2 separate regions of the Anser cygnoides genome follow, and region 2 is linked to region 1. Evidence: chromatin contacts called from public Hi-C data. All regions are on one chromosome and are shown on one strand. The core of a region is the stretch at or near the end of the contact, and the rest is flanking DNA. Distances in the headings are between cores, read along the strand shown. Region 1 overlaps NFIB (nuclear factor I B). Region 2 holds the start of NFIB (nuclear factor I B).

Evidence for each region. Hi-C and Micro-C count contacts between places; a contact is called where the count stands out from the background.
Region 2: a Hi-C map of liver shows a contact between it and region 1, with 2.7 times the contacts expected there. The contact joins the promoter of NFIB here to the enhancer-like site in region 1. A contact is called at or near these places in 3 of 7 Hi-C or Micro-C datasets (granulosa cells and liver).

Annotation. Positions count from the first base shown.
Region 1 is chrZ:54,502,441-54,507,263 of Taihu_goose_T2T_genome, forward strand. The region is part of intron 2 of NFIB (nuclear factor I B); the gene reads right to left. Among named protein-coding and RNA genes, the nearest start is that of NFIB, 84 kb to the right of the region's middle. Within about 2 kb of position 2,566, at least 3 of the 3 cell types and tissues checked have open chromatin away from gene starts, as enhancers often do. A contact at or near this core is called in liver, where this site is marked.
Region 2 is chrZ:54,586,299-54,591,121 of Taihu_goose_T2T_genome, forward strand. NFIB (nuclear factor I B) reads right to left here and starts at 2,741. Exons shown (of 12, transcript XM_048049797.2): 1 at 2,390-2,741. The coding sequence starts at 2,419.

The DNA of each region.
Region 1 (4,823 bases), core at 1,316-3,815:
CAGCACTTAAGAAAAACAGTTTGATAATTCCTATTCATCAGCAAGATTGATTTATTGATTGATCAGTAGAAGGAGTAAGGAGACAATTAATCAATTAAAAGCAATTACCTTTTCCTACAGTAGGAGTCTAAGAAAAACTCTTGCGATCAGGAGAGACAAGAAGATATTCTGATTTTCTGCAATAATCAGTTCTGTGGGATCCCATCCATGAACTGTGTTCCCTCCCTTACAATCTTTGTAACCTAACAGGTTATAGCAGTAGAGACAGAATTATCCTCGTAACTAGACCTTAGCATAAGTAGTTACTGCTTTAGCTGACTTTCTTCAATTAGTTTTTTAATACAGTAGTTAATGCCTGTTGCTATTCCGTAGTACTTACTAACTTAATAACATTTATTTGATATCTATTATAAAAAAGAGGCATTTATTGAAAAAAGACATTTAAAATTAATTCACTTCAATGAAAAATAGGAATGGGCAAATCAAATGGAAAAGTCTCTTTTTGTTGTTGTTGTTATAGAATCATCAATCATTAAGGTTGGAAAAAACCTCCAAGACCACCTGGTCTGACCATCCCTTACTACCAATGTCACCCACTAAACCATGTCCCTAAGCACCACGTCCAACCTTTCCTTAAACGACCCCCAGGGATGGTGACGCCACCACTTCCCTTGGCAACCTGTTCCAATGCCTGACTGCTCTTTCTGGGAAGAAATGTCTCCTAATTTCCAAAATAAATCTCCCCTGTCACAACTTGAGGACATTCTGTCTAGTCCTATCACTAGTTACCTGTGAGAAGAGGCTGACCCCCAGCTCCCCACACCTTCCTTTCAGGTAGTTGTAGAGAGCAATAAGGTCTCCCCTGAGCCTCCTCTTCTCCAGACTAAAAGAAGAAGTAGTTGTTGTTTGTTTGTTGTTGGTTGGTTGGTTGGTTGGTTTTTGATATCCTTTCACTCACATTTAGATCAAACTTTCTATTCATGAAAACTCAAGTAGTTAATTTCATTTCATACAGCTTTTGGGCTGTACCGCACCCATTTAAAAACCTCCTGGTAAACTATGCCTTCAACAATGCTCACAAATGCTGTCCCTTATACTTACTTCCTTATCTTTCCTTTCCTCATTGAAGCCAGAAGTTAAAATCCTTGACCCAGTCCCAATCATGTTTCTGCACTTTAACTGAAAAAAACAAGTAAAGGCACTTAGGTGCTCTTTACTAGTCATCAGCCTGCACCATCCTACCACTTCCTTGCCCTACATGTGTGCAAACCAACACTGAACGCTCTGTGAGGCAGAAATCATCTTCTATGCTGCTGTGAGACAACCAACAGCCTTTCTTCTGCTGCTGCTACAGCACAATTATCAACAAAAGCAAGTGGCTTGGCCTAGAAATACCAATGCCAAAATGAAAGCATACAAGATAGCAATTGCTTGCATGCTAGTCCAAATTTCATGACTACAGAAGTCTCAAAACACTTCCAAAACAATGCAGTCTTTCCATACTCCTTAGTTTGTCCAAGCTGAACCGATCCTTTGAAATATGAATCATCCCTGGAGAACATGCTAATCTAAATCCATTACTCAGCTAACACTTTTTTGCTTAAACCCTGAATACAAATCCTCCATACCAAGAGCTATAAATCCACTACAGGAGTATAAGATCCTGAACGCTAAGAAGGAATCAATATTTTGGCCTTTCAAATTCTCACTGAACCTTTTCACTCCAGCAAAATGCAAAAGGATTACAAAGATTTACTTTAATGTATTTGATACTGAGTAGAAAGATATTACCTAATGTGTCTTCTTATATTATAAAACATTAACCAGTTTCACAAAATCTATTAACTCATCTTATTATGAAATCCTGTAACCTCCAATGTTCTGAAGTTTGCAGAAATAGATTTTTGGCTCCTTTTCGCATGTCTGAGGCTGAATAATGCTCATGATACAAAATTATTTTTCTTTTACTCTGTAAGAACAATTATCACAGCTATCACACAATTATTGCAATTACATTCATAAGAACTGCTGTTCAGAGCTGTTCTCTATAACAGCATTCTGTGAGGCTGGGAACATTTGTCTTTTCTAATGATCACCAACACAAATGTCCTTTTGTAGGTCTTTAAGTGATTTCATTTCTTTCTATTAATATCCTGTTACTTGCTTTGGGAGAAACCAAAGGAGACAGGCCCCAATTAATATATACTTTTAAAGCAAAGGCTTTTAGTGAAGCCAGAGCTAAGGCATTTTAAAACAGGAATTGACACTTCCCCTTTATGACAGCCTAACATTTTCAATGTGCCTTACTAAATGGATAGAAAGCCCCCAAAATACTTCAGATCTGTGTTTCATAAACTGTACTCTAAGAGAAGTAGCAATAAAGTTTATTACAGACCTAAAGTATCTGCATAAACCCGGTTAATTGAAAAGTGGGTGGAGAAGGCTGCCAAATTAAATGTTTACATTAGCACAGCTGTATTGTAAAAACATTCTGCCCCCTGCGCTTTGTAATTATAAGATATTTCTGGACTGTGTATCTCTACAAAGTTTATCTCTACTGCCAAGAGTGTTTTGGCACAGAGCGTCTGCAATTTTTGGCAGCCAGAAAGCTCTCAGCGCAGGCAGTATCTAAAATGGCTGCCAAACAGTTATCCTGAAATGTCGTCGACCTAGTGTCGTCCTGTGCGAAGGGCAAAAGCCAAAGCTGGTTTTAAAACTGCCTGATTGTCTCAAATGAAGCAGAGAACTCAGCTTCCCCTCACACGCAGGACCTGGCAGCACAGGTTCGTGGTACCGTGCTCCCAGGACACTGGAAGAGGGAGGCAGTGGGAAAGCAGACTGGCTGCAGGGAGCACTGGGAAAAAAGGACCACTGGGAAGAGGAGGGAGAATGGGTTTCCTGAAGGGAAGCGAAATTTTATTGTTTTAAATTATGCATGAATCGTAATACTCTCGCCCTGTGCCAGCAACACATACGTTGAGATCTTTGCAAAGCACAGCTATTCTGCACTCTGTCGCCAGGCGCTGGTGGAGTCCCAAGCACCTGAGACATCCTTCATGCTGAACGCATTTGCCTGCTTTTAAAGCAAATCTCTTTTCCAAGCAGCCAGCAACAAGGTACAAAATCATTCCACACATCTTGTCCTTGCAATGCCTGCCTCTCTGATTTGCTAGGGACCACTCTGTCTTCCCTACTCTTAGCAAGAACCAGGAAGACTTGCCTGTTTTGTCTTAAGCCTGAATAACAAAGATGGGAGAATGTTCTTTCACTATGACCATCATTAAATCAAATAAAATGGAGGGACTGTTTGGGCCTACTTACTGTTCTGTAATCATAACCAGCCTTGACTGCAGCAGAGACATTTGAAACTTCAGCAAAGATCACTGTTTTCTTATTGCTCACTCAACAGTTCCTCAAGTGTGTTTTACCATGTAGTTTGGGTAATGACAGGGGATACTTGAGTGTATTGTGACACTTCCACTGAATTTTCTTTAAAAATTTATAGAACTCTACAGGGATTTTATCATCAGTTGCAATTAAAAAGAGAGTAAGAAGTTGGTTCCACAGAAGACAGGCCATTAGAAGAATCTCAAACTCACTCACAGACATTATGGGAATAGAAAGCTGGCCTTGTGGGTGCTCCCCCTGTCTATTCTCTGTTTTGAACTTCCCTACCTTTATACAGTAACATCTGAACAGAACCGTTTTATGAAAATGCTAGTCAACTGACCCATGAGCTGCTTGTTTTCTGTGGCTGCATTGCTGCCTCAGAAGACTTCAGAAGGCCCAATCGGTTATTTATAAAACATATATTTCATCTCTAAGCTGTTCTACCCTATTGAGCAAATCTTTGTCCCTGTAAATACAAAGGACATTCACTGTGCTAGTTCTGTCCACTCGATAGGCTCCTGAATTTGGGGACTTTCACCTTCTGTTTAATTAGTAATCAGGGTCAAAGTCACACAGCTATGTAATGCTGGTGTCCTTGGAAGTACCAGTGAGCTGGGGTTAAGGTTCCAAAGAGCATGAAGACTGCGTTGGCATGCAATTTCAATTGGTCCCTCTTCTATTAATATTTAATAAGTACACCTTTAAACTGCCCTCTAAAAAAAAAAGAAAAAAAAAAAAACAGCTACCAAGCAATTATGTTCAAAACATTTTATCACTCAGATACGCACAGGGACACCTTCTTTGCCACTTGCATTTGCCAAATAATCTGTCATGGTTAATCTCCTGCATGTAAAACACTATCCTTACAAAATAATGTAATTTTCTCAAATACAGGTCATTTTCCCCATGGAAACACCAAGTACTTAGTTTAGTGAAACTCCCCACATTTCTCATTTTTACCTCACTGGACTGTAAGAAATATTTAAAGTGCATAAGAAAATACATTTCTGTTAATTTGTTAAGGAATAAAAAAAAAAAAAAAGTCTTCTCAGGCTCAAATTCCAAGGTTTCACTTTAGCTGACCAATCTGATGTCAGGTCAGCAAGCAAGGATAAAGGCTACTGTATGTTAGCATGAAATTCTGCACTTTCATGCTGTAAGCAGTAAGAAAGTGAGATTTAACACCCCTGGGTTTCAAATGGCTCTGAAATTCTATTTACCATAATATATATATATATATATATTCATACATATATATTCATGCAGTAATTCTTATGCTGCAGGAAACATCTCTACATATTAGCAGTCCTACTTGTGTATTTAAAAAGGTCTCTACAACTTGTTTCACATTTTCACTGTCAATGGAACCTAGGTTTCTGAAGTGTTCAAAGGAAAAAAGAATGAAGGCATAATATTTTTATTGACAGTTGCTG
Region 2 (4,823 bases), core at 1,491-3,990, 84 kb after region 1:
TACTCATTCCCAAACAGGGGGAAAGAGACGTGGGGGACAGAGAAAAAGACCCTCATGCCCCCACCCTCCAATTAAAGTGCTTCTGCCAAGTATTCATTCTTCCTTGAAGTTATTTTACATCCACCAAACTTTTATTGAAACAGTGATGGGTAACATTTGAATTGCCAAGTGCTGTCTTAAAACTGCACTTTTGAATTTTTGACTTGTTTCTGAAAGGTGCTTCAGTGTTCTATCGGCACAAACGGAACTGGCGCTTGTGCACTAGCTTGGTCCAAACAGGTGTTCTGTGTTTAGAACTTTTACCAAAATATTTTCTACTGAGCATACCCTATCACAGTCAACATGCATCTGTGTAGTGCCTTAGAGAGGCAGAAAACAATAGAGAGAACAAATTTGGCAGTACTGTTTTAACTCAGTTCTAAGCCAAAATAAGATTCATCAGTTTTATGCTTTAAATAAATTAATAGTGGAAAGCATACATTCTCATTTCCAACGTAATCTGAATTTTTAATTTGGGGAGAGGAAAGACGATTTCAAAACCACTCCTATCATTCGAAACAGATAGAGAAAAAAATCCAAATTAAAATCAAACTGCTGCAATTCTGTTCCATACATGTGCCTCTAAGTGTGAACTGCTCCTACATAGCAGATGATATAGCAGGATTACAAAATGTAAGATAGAAGTTATTAACACGAAAGCCAGGAATCGCTCTCTTGTACCTGTGACTGCAGCAGTATAACGTTATGTTTTTGTATGCACCTAGGTATGGTATTTTAACATAGATTTGTGAAAAGTGAGGAAATCTATTGTATATGAGTCCAAAAGGCAAAGATATGGGAAAAAATGTCATCAGAGCAGAAAACAACAAAATGAACTGCCCGCCGTGCTAGTGGTGGTAGTGAAAACGTGCGTGTTTTCTGTGTTAAGTTGTACTGTAAGGAATATAACCTAGGACAGAGGTCTCATTGCCTGTCAGTAATTTCACAGGACGGACAGGCCACACAGAATTGATTTTTGCTAATTGAAGGTAAGCAATTATTTCTCTGTGTACCCGCAAGCGTACGTGTATCTGCTAGACAAAATGCTTGCCACATGCAGTAATTTTTCTTTTGAGGAAGAAATATTTCTACAGCAAACTTTTCCAGCTTTGCTCCGCTCACGCTCAGGTTTACTTGCTGAAAATATCCATATCTAAGTCAATCACACTTAGATGCCAAACAAAATATAAACAATAAAAAATGTGTCAGCCAAAAAGCTACAGGACTGCATCCAATCACTGAATAAGCCTTATCGTTGTTTCCATCTTCATTCACAATTTATGAATACTTCAGTCCTTTTGAATTACAATGCTTTCTAATTGTCGAATAACTTAAATCGCATTTATTTATTCGCCGTGCAGCTATAAGCGCGTCGCTGCCCGCTTAATTACCGTACAGCGCGAGACGCCACTTTCGCACGTTTTCGCCTTCTTTAGCTATTTGTTGCGCCAATGTGGAAGCAAGCCGCTATCGCTTAATCAGTTTACATCACATCCTCCTAAGACAGACTTTCACAAAAGCTTCTCAAAACTATCCTCTGCCTTCTGCCCACGGCGTTTCACCCCCCCCCCCCCCCCCCCTCCATCTCCCGGCCGGGCGCCCCCTCCCCAGCGCAGCCCCGGCGGCGACCTCCCCTCGGCGGTCGCGGCCGGGCACCTCGCGGCCCCCAGACCCCAAACCCGCTCGGGGGGACCCCGGCCGGGACCCGCGGCGCCCCGTCCCGCTGCCCCCGCTGCCTGCCGGCGGCCAGCCCCGCGGTGAGCCCCGCGGTGAGCCCCGCGCTCCGCCGCGGATGCTGCGCGCCCGGGAGGCAGCCGCGTCCCCCTCGCCCCCGCCGCTGGCAGGCTGCGCGCCGCTAATTAAGCCTAAGACGGGATCACTTCGCGCCAAGAGCGCGCTCACTGCCTTTTTTTTTTTTTTTTTTTTCGGTCAAAAACAGCACTTTTCCTTTTAAAGGCTTTCGTTAGGTTCCGCGTACGCCGGCGGGCTGAAAAGACCGCGGAGCGTTTGATTCCAATCAAATCAATACTTCTCGAACCTGCTTTTTAGCGTAATTACTCTCATTTCCATTCTGTTAACCTTTGACTCCTTATGCACTAGCAATTAACAGCATTTGTCTCCGAGTGACACTTTGAATGGATCTCCCCAAAACAATGGCCTGGTACAGTTGATCCTCCAGTATTCCCCTCCTGCGAGAGGAGTTTGGATCTGACAAGCAGTTACAACTGCGCGTTAACCCGTTACCACTACTAGCAATGACTCATTAACAACTCACACAAATATAAAAAAGCACGTGAAAATAAGTAAATAAACGAATAAATAAATGAAATGAAACAAAATGTGTCTATACCTGAGTGAGACAGATTGGAGAATACATCATGACTTCGCTTTGAGACCACGCTGCCCGGAGAGCCCCTAAGAAAAAGCCTCAAAAAAGGAATAATTTCATCTATTCATTTTACAGTCATCTGAGACTCAAGGAAGATGAAATCAATCAGGACGGGGCTCTGCCCTGGATCACAACTTCACAACAAACCCCGTTCCTCCTTAAATAGCCAAAGATTCAAGTTCACTCCGTGTGCTAGATTTCCCGGGGTGAAATCCAATCTACACTTTTAACCCTCTTGTTGTCGGCGGCGCAGGAGTCTTGGTTTTGCTGCTGCTGCTGCTGCTGCTGCTGGTTGTTTTGCAGATGAGGGGGGAAGGACTCGAGCGGGGGGGGGGTGGGGGGTGGGCGGGAGGATTTTTTTTGTTTGGCTTTTTTTTTCTTTTATTTATTTTTTTTTTTTAAGAAGTTGGTGGTGGGTTATGGTGGGTTATTATGGCACTGTCACCACGCTCTCGAAAGTTCAAGGTTACAGCCCGGAGCGGCGCAGGAAAATCCCGGAGCGATGGCAGGCGAAACTTTGCACGGCAGCGACCATGTGTGCGGGAGCGAGCCGGAGCGAGCGTGTGCGTCCCCCAAGGGCGGAAAAGCTCCGCAGCGCGCAATCTCCGGGCTCCTCTCGCGGCTGCCGCTGCCTCCTGCTCCCTCTGCCTATCCGCTCCCTCCGCCCTCCCTCCCGCTCTCTGTGGGTAATGTTAAGAGACTGCTTTCCAAACGCCCACTATAATAAAAATGATCTCTTGAAAATTCAAACGATAAATCTCTCCCTCGCTCTCCCTCCCTATTTGTTCGCGCGCAGTCTCCCCCTTGGCTTTTCCTCTCACTGTTCAAAACTTGGAAGTTGAAAAATTCACCGGTTACACCCTCTGGACCCCGTTCCAGCTCCCTCCCCAAATGAGACTTAAGTATTTTTTTTTTTTTGTAATTATTTAATTACACAATCATCCCTTACACTCCTCCTCCTGCGAACACATTCCTTGTCCACCGGATCCCCCTCCCCTGCCCTCCCTCTTTATTAATCACCACCTAACGCCGCAGAAGGAACGAGCACGTTTTGCAAACATCCCTCATCTTCCCTCTCCGGTGGGAAAAAAAAGTTGCGGCGGCGGCTGAGGGAGGGGGGCACGGGGTGGGGATTTGGGGGGGATCGGGCTGCCGTCTGCGGGGGGGTTCTTTTCCTTCCCCCTTTCGGGGTACGACCTCGGCCCCCGCGGCAGCGAGGGAGCTGCAGCCCCGGGACGCGTTTTCTGGCCAGGCAGGAGGCTCGGCGGAGGGAACTTGCCCGGTGTGCCCCTGAATGCACGGCGGGGCTGGGGACGCGGCGTGTGCCTCCACCCGGCACCGGCGCTGCCTCTGCCGGTGGCGGCTCTGCGGTGTCCTGGAGGGACCACGGGCTTCCTCTTTCCCAAAGTGAGAGTTTATTCACGCCAGGCATCTCACGACGACACATCAAGGAAAGTAGGCAGGTTCAAGTCAACCATGAAATGGTCACTTTTTAACCCCGTCCTGTCCTCATTAGGGAAATGCTCAAACACAGCCCATTTTCAAAGAGGGCTCTTAATGAGGGGAGCTTGCCAAGTCTACCAGCTGCAATTCACATAAATTTACAAACCAAAAGGAGAAGGGGGAAGGGCGGGGGAAAGAGAGAGCCCGTGCAAGACAGGTAATGTCAAAGGAAACAGCTAGAGCCCAGCGCATTAACCCTTGCGGGGTCCGCCCCGCACCTCGGACTCTGGCTGCACTTGCAGAGTCCCCTCGGATTTGCAGGGTTCAGCCGGCACCCACGGTTGTTCCTTTCCGCAGACCACATTAATAAGTGACAAGTTCAGAGCACGCACTCGGGCGGGAAAGGATGAGGCAAATTCGGGGTTAACGACAGCGAGCACATTTATTCTCCTATCTGGTGGAGAATACCCCCCAAATCCTATCATCTCTTCCTTCACCCAGACACTGCAAAAAGCTGATAACGCCAGCTTTAAATACCGGAGTTTCCCTTTGAATAAATATTCAATTTAACTGGAGTTAATTTACCATAAAAGACATTCCCCTTGGCACAAATGCACTGATGTCCTTGAACACACCTCTCTGAGCGCTTGAACTCTTACACAACAAGCCGTTATTGCGGACCTGATCTAAAGCCACAATAAGCCCTCCCCAACCCCCTCCTCCTTCACACTCCTCCACGAGGACCAAGGTGAGACCCTAGCCCCACGTCGGCTGCCCTGAGAGCTGCAGAGGCTTCAGAAGCCTGCCCTTCCCCAGGCAGGGTTCACAGGAGGCCCCACATCCTCTCAGGTCCAGGCCAAGGGCCAGCTTTGAGGCAGAAACTGACAGCAAGAAATGCTTGGCAGAGTCCTGGCAGTGAGGAAAGACGAGGGCAACAAAGCAAATGGAGCAA